Linked DNA regions of Rattus norvegicus: region 1 is linked to region 2. Evidence: chromatin contacts called from public Hi-C data. All regions are on one chromosome and are shown on one strand. The core of a region is the stretch at or near the end of the contact, and the rest is flanking DNA. Distances in the headings are between cores, read along the strand shown. Region 1 holds the start of Hspb1 (heat shock protein family B (small) member 1). Region 2 holds the start of Prkrip1 (PRKR interacting protein 1).

The links. A called contact is a pair of places that touch in the nucleus more often than the background predicts.
Region 1: a contact with region 2 is called in a Hi-C map of mammary epithelial cells, with 2.4 times the contacts expected there. The contact joins the promoter of Hspb1 here to the promoter of Prkrip1 in region 2. A contact is called at or near these places in 4 of 12 Hi-C or Micro-C datasets (the A7r5 cell line, Schwann cells, frontal cortex and 1 more).

Annotation. Positions count from the first base shown.
Region 1 is chr12:26,430,426-26,435,208 of GRCr8, reverse strand. Hspb1 (heat shock protein family B (small) member 1) reads left to right here and starts at 2,908. Exons shown (of 3, transcript NM_031970.4): 1 at 2,908-3,417; 2 at 4,079-4,142; 3 at 4,254-4,569. The coding sequence starts at 3,042. The coding sequence ends at 4,434.
Region 2 is chr12:26,104,636-26,108,951 of GRCr8, reverse strand. Prkrip1 (PRKR interacting protein 1) reads right to left here and starts at 1,530. Exons shown (of 6, transcript NM_001098793.1): 1 at 1,371-1,530; 2 at 201-279. The coding sequence starts at 1,496. LOC134481276 (a long non-coding RNA gene) reads left to right here and starts at 1,568. Exons shown (of 3, transcript XR_010056737.1): 1 at 1,568-1,674; 2 at 3,384-3,461; 3 at 3,628-4,316.

The DNA.
Region 1 (4,783 bases), core at 1,659-4,158, 320 kb before region 2:
CATACCTCCCCCAAGCCCATCCCCCACACTCATAAACAATAACAATTAATAATAATAATAAAATTAAAGAACTTCTTTAAAAAGTTAAATGACCAGGGCTGGAGAGGTAGCTCAGTGGCTAAGAGCACTGGCTGCTCTTCCAAAGGTCCTGAGTTCAAATCCCAGTAACCACATAGTGGCTCACAACCATCTGTAATGGGATCCGATGCTCTCTTCTGGTGTGTCTGAAGACAGCTACAGTGTACTCATATACATAAAATAAATAAATCTCTTTTTTAAAAAAGTAAAATAACCAATGATGATAGAGCTCAGCAGTATAATGCTGGTCTAGAATCCCATGGTGAGGGGATGGGGGCGTGACTCAGTGGTAGAGCCCCTGCCTAGAATCCCCCAGTGAGGGGCTGGGGGCGTGGCTCAGTGTAGAGCACCTACCTAGAATCCCCCAGTGAGGGGCTGGGGGCGTGGCTCAGTGGTAGAGCCCCTGCCTAGAATCCCCAGTGAGGGGCTGGGGGTGTGGCTCAGTGGTAGAGCCCCTGCCTAGAATACCCCAGGGAGGGGCTGGGGGCGTGGCTCAGTGTAGAGCACCTACCTAGAATCCCCCAGTGAGGGGCTGGGGGCGTGGCTCAGTGGTAGAGCCCCTGCCTAGAATCCCCCAGTGAGGGGCTGGGGGCGTGGTTCAGTGGTAGAGGCCCTGCCTTGAATCCCCTAATGAGGGGCTGGGGCGTGGCCTATTTCCCAGTCCTGAGAAACATAGGCAGCAGGGTTGCTACAACTTTGAAAGCAGCCTGGTTTGTCAGGTCCACCCCCTGAGGGATAGGGATGACTGAACCCTACTGATGGTTGAGCCATGGTGGATAACAAATAACCAATAATTAACTATGACTCAGAGGCCCTGGGCTATATCTTCACTTATATGATGTCACTGACTCTCATGTCTGCCCGATGACATCAGCATTCGCGTCCTTGTCATCCCCATCTTGCAAGAGAGAGTAAAGAACGGAGAATGTAGCTTTTACAGACTCCCCCGCCCCTCCACAGAACCAGTGGAAACTCAAGCCGTCTGGTGGTCTGGGAGCTGACCTGACCCTCCCAGTGAGGCCACCAGGCTGTTTAATGTGACATTCCTGCTGTATGTGGTGGCAGACACTATGATCCCAGCGCTTCAGAGGTACAAACAGGAGGATCAGGAATTAAGGTCGTTCTTGGCTACATAGAGAATTCCAGACTACTCAGGGCTACATGAGACCATATTCTCAACAAACAAAAAACCCAAACAAAGGGTTGGGGATTTAGCTCAGTGGTAGAGCGCTTGCCTAGCAAGCACAAGGCCCTGGGTTCGGTCCCCAGGTCCGAAAAAAAGAAAAGAAAAAAAAAAAAACAAAACAAAAAAAACAAAAAGACAAATGGGGGACTTGAAAAATCCCAAAGTGGATAAAGAGGTGGCTGTGCGAACTTGGGGGCTGAGTTTTGGGTCTACAACTGAGGACATGGCTGCTCTGAGGTGTGGTTAAGGGGAAAGTTTTTACGGTGGATATGAGAGCATACAGTCAGAGGCGTCTGGAAGAATCCAGAGCAGAGAAACTGAACTGCATATGGCCAGCAGATTGGGTGTGTGTGGACAGGAGAGAAGAGAGATTGGGAGAGGGACAGATGCCAGCAAAGAGAGATGGGGCAAAAAAGACCAAGAGAGGGGGATGAGGGAGAGAGGACCAAGAGAGCACATACAGTCGTGAGAAGCTGGGGGAGGGGAGCCCCAAGAACTGGAGACGTTTATGAGTAAGGGGCAGGGTGAGAAGGGCTGAGAAGAGCTAAGAGTAGTATTTCAGTTGCCCAGTGAGCCCAGAGGCCAGTGCTCATTGGTATGCTAATAGACATCACAGGTGACCTTTAACCCTAGTTTCTTTTGTATGGACCACAAAGCAATCCATATAAAAGCTGGAGGTGGCTACCATGTGATGCCTCTAGCCTTTAATCCCAACTCTCCCAGAGGAAACGGCAGGCCGATCTGTGAGATCCAGGCCAGCCTAGTCTAATGAGTTCTAAGACAACCAGGACTACACAGAAAAATCCTGTTTTGAAAAAAGATCCTAATCCTAGCGCTAGGCTGGAGGGGTGGGGCAGTTGCAGAAACAGGAGGATGCTAGGGGGTTCACTGCCCATCCAGTTTGCAGGCACCAGGCTTGATGTCTCCCGAGAGATGGCTCAGCGATTAGGGGGACTGACTGCTCTTCCTAGTACCCAGGTTCAAATTCTAGCACCCGCAGGGCACTCCGAGATCTGACACTCTCTGTAGCTCCAAGATCTGACACTCTCACACAGACGTACAAGCAGGCAAAACGCTGATACACAAAAAATAATGTTTAAAAAAGCATTAAAACAAAAAAGAAAAACCCTGTCTCAAAGAAAGAGAGAAAGGAAGGAGGGAAGGAAGAGAAAAAGAAGTCTCAGGGTCAGTAAGATATTTAGTGGACGAAGGCGCCTGCCACCAAGCCTTTGGTCCCCAAAGAGACACATGGTAGAAGACAGCTAGTCTGGCTGGTCATCCAGAGACCTCCACAGGTGTGCCCTGACAAGTGTGTCCCCACAGGCCTCCTTCTGGCTCAGACCAGGTTCAGTTGCTTCCTAATTGCGACACAAAAGACCGTACCCCTCCTGGTTTATTCTCCACAAACGATGGGACTGGCCCCAGGCCACCGCCCTTCAGACTGCAGCGTTCTAAGCGACAGTGGGAACTGCTCCAGCTACCGGTATTACAGTCATTTGTTTTCTTCAACTAGAGAAGTTTCCAGATGGGGGCAGAACCTTCCTGGCCCTGCCTGCCCGCCCCCTTCGTAAGCTTAGGGGGAGGAATGCAGAGGGGAGGGGCGGCGAGGGACGGCCCCTTAGACGGTCATTGCCATTAATAGAGACCTGAAGCACCGCCTGCTAAAAATACCCGGCTGGACACCCATAAAAGCACAGTTGGGGCTCCAGCTCGGCACTTCTCGGATCCTCAGCCCAGTGCTTCTAGATCCTCAGCCCTGACCAGCTCAGCCAAGACCATGACCGAGCGCCGCGTGCCCTTCTCGCTACTGCGGAGCCCCAGCTGGGAGCCGTTCCGGGACTGGTACCCTGCCCACAGCCGCCTCTTCGATCAAGCTTTCGGGGTGCCTCGGTTTCCCGATGAGTGGTCTCAGTGGTTCAGCTCCGCTGGTTGGCCCGGCTATGTGCGCCCTCTGCCCGCCGCGACCGCCGAGGGCCCCGCAGCAGTGACCCTGGCCGCGCCCGCCTTCAGCCGGGCGCTCAACCGGCAACTCAGCAGCGGTGTCTCAGAGATCCGACAGACGGCCGATCGCTGGCGCGTGTCCCTGGACGTCAACCACTTCGCTCCTGAGGAGCTCACAGTTAAGACCAAGGAAGGCGTGGTGGAGATCACTGGTGAGTTTCCCTTATCCCAAGAGGGGACGAAGCTGGTGGGGCGAGCGAGTAACGTGGTGGCAGTGGAGGTGGGGGGTGGGGGTGGGTGCTGAAACCATGAGGGACAGGACCCTGAAAAGTTAGAAATGAGCTCAGGGACCCGGAGACCCGCGTCATTCTCCCTAGCCTGCTTCTCTTGCCCCGGAACGCGGGGTGCAGGTTTGCTCCTAAAAGCTCTGTCATCTTCGATGATAAGGACCAACAGCTGGGGGTGTAGCTCAGGGCAGAGTCTTGCCTGGCAAGCCCGGAGGCCTTGAGGCCTTGACCACCCGCAGCACAGAAACAAAATGAAGGAAGACCCAAGGCACCTTCTGGAAGACCTCATCCCCAAATAAGCAAGTGGCAGGACTCCAGTCAGGGTCCCTAGACCCAGCCGCGGTGGGGGCGTGCGCACAGCTTCGAGTATGCCTACGCTGGCATCCAAGCCTGGGTCAGAGCCAAGCCCAGGTCCGGGACCTTTGCATCCCAAATCTCAGAAGCGAACTTTCTGGAAAGTTTTAAGATCCCAGACAGTCAGGCATCCCACCACACTCTTAATTTGTTTGCCTCCTTGGGGCCCCAGCCATTCCTTAGCTAGGACTGCAGAGGGCTGCCTCTGACCTCCTTCTGTCCCCACCCACAGGCAAGCACGAAGAAAGGCAGGATGAACATGGCTACATCTCTCGGTGCTTCACCCGGAAATACACGTGAGTTCTGGTTCCTTGCATGGAGAGCTGGGGGGTGGGGGAGCGGACCCTGGGCGGAGGGCGGGGTCAGGAGGGATGTGTAACCCTTGTCCTTTGTTTCTGCTCCTCTAGGCTCCCTCCAGGTGTGGACCCCACCCTGGTGTCCTCTTCCCTGTCCCCTGAGGGCACACTCACCGTGGAGGCTCCGCTGCCCAAAGCAGTCACACAATCAGCGGAGATCACCATTCCGGTCACTTTCGAGGCCCGTGCCCAAATTGGAGGCCCAGAGTCGGAACAGTCTGGAGCCAAGTAGAAGCCTTCAGCTTGCTACCCATCCCCAGTAGCCGTCACCAGCCCTCCCTCTCTGTCAATCTGAATGCTCTTTTGATACATGTACTTTCTGTTTTTCTCAAATAAAAGTTGGAAACTACTGCTCACCACCCTCTCAGAATCCAGAGTTGTTATGGTGGGCTAGGGATGAGTGTTTCTAATTGGAGCACCCTTTGGGGTCTTTGCTAAGTGTTTGCTCTAGGCTCAGCCCCTTCCTCCGTCCAGCCTAATATTCCCCTAGGAAGAGGCAGGGGGTGGGGTGGGGTGGGGGGAGTAACCTGGAGATTAAATTTACCAGACTAGGAATGGTGGTATATGCCTGTAATTCCAAT
Region 2 (4,316 bases), core at 281-2,780:
TTAACCATGAGAAACCAAACCAAACCAAAAGAATTAGTGGGAAACCATTATCTAGTGACAAATCATAAAACACAGCACTCCCTCACTGTAAAGACAATATTTTTCCTATCAAAGATCTAGTTGGCAAGCAAAGACAATAGTGTTTTATATTTCCCTTTAAAAATTATACTCCCTCCACACACACCCATAAGAGACATTACCCATGACATCTCGGACAAATTCTGGAGGAGGTCGAGGAGCCCATTCATTCATTTTCTCTGGAATTGGAACTGCTTTGTCCTGGAACAATTAATTAAACAGGAAAGCATCTATAAACATTTGCTGAGGAAGCTACATCTCTTTTTTTTTTTTTTTTTGGAGATGGGTACTGAACCCAGGGCCTTGCGCTTGCTAGGCAAGCGTTCTACCACTGAGCTAAATCCCCAACCCGGAAGCTACATCTCTTATGACTAACTCAAATGAGCATGCTTCTCAAATCTGGAGCTGACTGAATGTTCTGCTGCCCTGGCCTTACTTCATCCTGTATACCATCGATTTTTTTTTTCTTTTTTTTTCGGAGCTGGGGACCGAACCCAGGGCCTTGCGCTTGCTAGGCAAGTGCTCTACCGCTGAGCTAAATCCCCAACCCCTTACCATGGGGTCTTACGTGGGCCAGAGTTCTCCTGTGCTACACAAGTCTGGAATCTACGTCACTGAGAGGAAAGCCAACCTCTTATAGTCAAAGATATGAGCTGTTTTTATGAGGCCCAGTTGAGAGGTAAAGAGTGATGTGGTCCAAATTTGGCGTCCAATGCCTTTTTAATAAGGGGTGCTATTTGAAGAAGTTGAACACTTTTGTTAAGCCATCGATTCTGTTTTTTGTTGGTTTCTGAGCTAGGCCTCATTGTCTAGATGATCTGAAACTCACTAGGTAGAACACGCTTGCCTCAAATTCGTAGCAAACTTCTGGTGTCAGCCACCAGAGTGCTGGGACCGCAGGTGTGCGCCACCATGCCCAGCTCCTAACGCTTTGGTTCATATTAAAGTATAAAGGACTGTGACTGAATAGTAGCGCAGAGCTGTTATCCCAACTAGTTGGGAAGATAAGGCAGGAGAACCCCAGATGTGATGAGTTCTGCCTATACTACAGAGCCGATTCAGTAAGAAGCATAGAAGGCACAATACCATAAACAGAAAATTAAGAAAAAGGAGGGTGTGGAGGACTGGACAGCGCCTCCATGCAGCTGCGCTGTAGGACAAAAGCTCCCTCTGCAGGACAGATTTCTTCACCCCAGGTCTGCTTTAGGGGTACTGAGTACAGCGTTCCCCAGTCTGGCGGCGGGATGAAGGGGATGGGCCTCGGCCGGGCCGCAGAGCCCACTCCCACTTACCGGGTTCTTCATGAGCCGCTCTAGCTTGAGCTTCTGCTCCTCGGCTGCATTCTTGGGGATGACGAGGGTCTGCGGCTCTTTCTTGGGCCTGGGCGGTCTAACAGAAGTGGCAGCGGGACTCGCCATATCAGCTTTCCTCTCTCTTCCCGAACGCTTTCCGACGGCCACGCGTCATGATGACGACAAAAGAGCGCGCCAGAAGGGGGAGGGAGGTGTGCTCCCGCGGCGCTTGCGCACTCTCTCTCCGGAAGTAAGAGGCGGTACCGCTAGCCTAAACAGCTTGCTGAATATTCATGAGCGCGAGGTCAGGGTAGTTTATTTTGATCACAGCACCTTAATTTCATTTCCTGTTTCAAAACAAATCAGGGCTGCCAGATTCTCACATCCGGAGGGGAAGAGACGGTCTTTCTTGATGAGTGGGCTGGCCCCATGCGACCTCTCAGGTCCCCAAGGACTCCGTGCAATTTGCTGAAAGCTCTCTACCCTCCAGTTTCGCTTCCCTCTTGGGCTTTGTCTTATCTTGTCTCTTTTCTTTTTTCTTTTCTCTTCTTTTTCAACCCCCTTCTTCCCACCCTTCCATTCTTCCTTCCTTCCTTCCTTTCCTTTCCTTTGTTTTTTTTTTTTTTTTTTTTTTTTTTTTTTTTTTTTTTTTTACAAGAGTTTCGCAGTTTGGTGGTGGAGTGTTGACTGTGTGTGAGGAACTGGAGTAGCTCCCTATAATAAAAGATGCTAAGAGCGGCAGTGGTGGTGCAGGCCTGTAATCTCAGCTTTTAGGGAAGTAGAGGCAGGTGGCTCTCTGAGTTTGAGGCCAGCCTGGTCTACAGAGCAAGTTCCGGGACAGCCAGGGCTACACAGGGAAAGCCTGTCTCAAAAAAAAAAAAAAAAAAGAAGATAAAGAAGATAACATTAATAGAATGAAAGGGGCCTCAAAGCTGACCTGAACCTGGAGATGAGAGGGACAACGTTAGACAGAAATAGTACAATATATGGAGCTCTGAACATGATAGGGCCTTAAAGGCAGCAAGAGGCTTCCCTCTAGAACCTGGAGAGGCGCTTCAGTAAAACTGGGAGAGAGAGTCAAAAGACATAGTGACCGAATTTCCAGAACAAGGAAGGGTCTTTTTTGGTAATTTTTCAGAGGCAGCACAAAGTTTCTTACCATGGGGTTCAGTTCAGCACAGTGAACATGACGAAAAACACAGAAGAGCAAGATGCCATAGATTGAGAGCTGCCAAATCACACTACTGTTGATTCCGAACTCTGCCCCAGAGAGAGTTGCTGGGAGGCACTCCTGACTCAGGCTATGGGAGATGGCCTAAAGGCACAAGCCTGTGTTCTAATATTTACCAATACCAAAAGAAACGACAATAAAAAAGAAGAAGAAAGAATATTCAACTGAGTACAGTAGCACAGGCCAGTAATCTTAGTGCTTGGGAGGCAGAGGGACAGAGATGTCAAAGGAAGCTGGGGCTATTCGAAAGTCCCTGTCTGAAAAAAATTAAGGGCACCAGCAGTTGTGACGCCAGGTACCTTTAATCCCAGCACTCAGGTGGCAGAAGCCAGCAGATCTCTATGAGTTCAAGGCCAGTCGGGTCTGCATATCAAATTTCAGGAAGCCAAGACTACATAGTGATGTTCTGTCTCAAAACATGCCAGGGTAAAAGCAACTGAGGGCTTGCTGAATGTGCTCAGTGGTAGAGTCCCTGCCTAGAATCCACCAGGGAGGAGCTGGGGGCGTGGCTCAGTGGTAGAGCCCCCTGCCTAGAATCCACCAGTGACGGGCTGGGGGCGTGGCTCAGTGGTAGAGCCCCTGCCTAGAATCCCCAGTGAGGGGCTGGGGGCGTGGCTCAGTGGTAGAGACTTACCTAGAATCCACCAGTGAGGGGTTGGGGCATCACTTCCCATGAACATGCTTACTCAGCACGTACAGGTTCCAGGGTCCAATCCCTATAATAACATCTTATTCTGAGTAAAAGCATGTTTATTTAAGTCCTATGCCAAATCACCTTCTAGAAGCTGCAACTCCTTAACAACCCTTTCCAGCACCCAATTTCTGCAAACAGCCATAATCGCAATTGCTCAACGGACATGGTATGTGCATTTGGTGGCTTCTATGGCTGTTAGGTTCCTCCTCCTTCCCCCTCCTCCTCCTCTTCCTACTTCTCCCCTCCTCCTCCCCCTCCCCTTCCGCCCTTCCTCCTCCTCCTCCTCCTTCATTCCTGATTACACAGACTCAAACCCAGTGCTCTGTCCCCAGATCTTCGAGGATGTGAGTCATGGCAAAGTCATGGTGGATGGGATGAGATGCTGGAAGGGCTGTTTATGTGGTGCCTTCTCAAGGCAGAAGCCAGATTTGACGTTGTGTTCCTTGCTGTGAGCCCACCTTTCCTTCACCTCTGAGTTCCCCTCCCAGCCTTTGGACCCAGAATACTACACACCACCACCAGAGGGCAGCAAAGTGCCGCTCAGGCCCCACGGGCCATGGAAATCCATCTATAGTGCTGTGTTATCTTCCTGGCTGGAAACCGAGACCCAGACACCAGGGAACAAGGTCTACGCCCAGGAGACCAAAGAGTATTGGTGCACACCTGTAATCACGGCACTTGGGGAGTAGAGGCAGAGGGATTAGGAATTCAAGGTCAACCTCGGCTACAAAGTGAGCTTCAGGCCATCCTGGACTATTATTTGGACCCTGTCTCAAAAATAAAATAGTAGACAGAAGTCATGTGCAGTGACGGAAGTGACTGGTGATGAATATTCCAGCTTCTATGCAAGGCTTGTATGTCTCCCAACACTCCCTTCCAGGGGTTGTCACTGCAAGGCCTGCCAGCTGTGCAGCTCTCCATCAAGAAGTATCAATGGTTCTTATCACCCAGTAGGGCAATGAATGCCACCTAGAGAAGACCTAGTATCTGCTCTGGATCCCAAGAACCAAAAGATGGACCC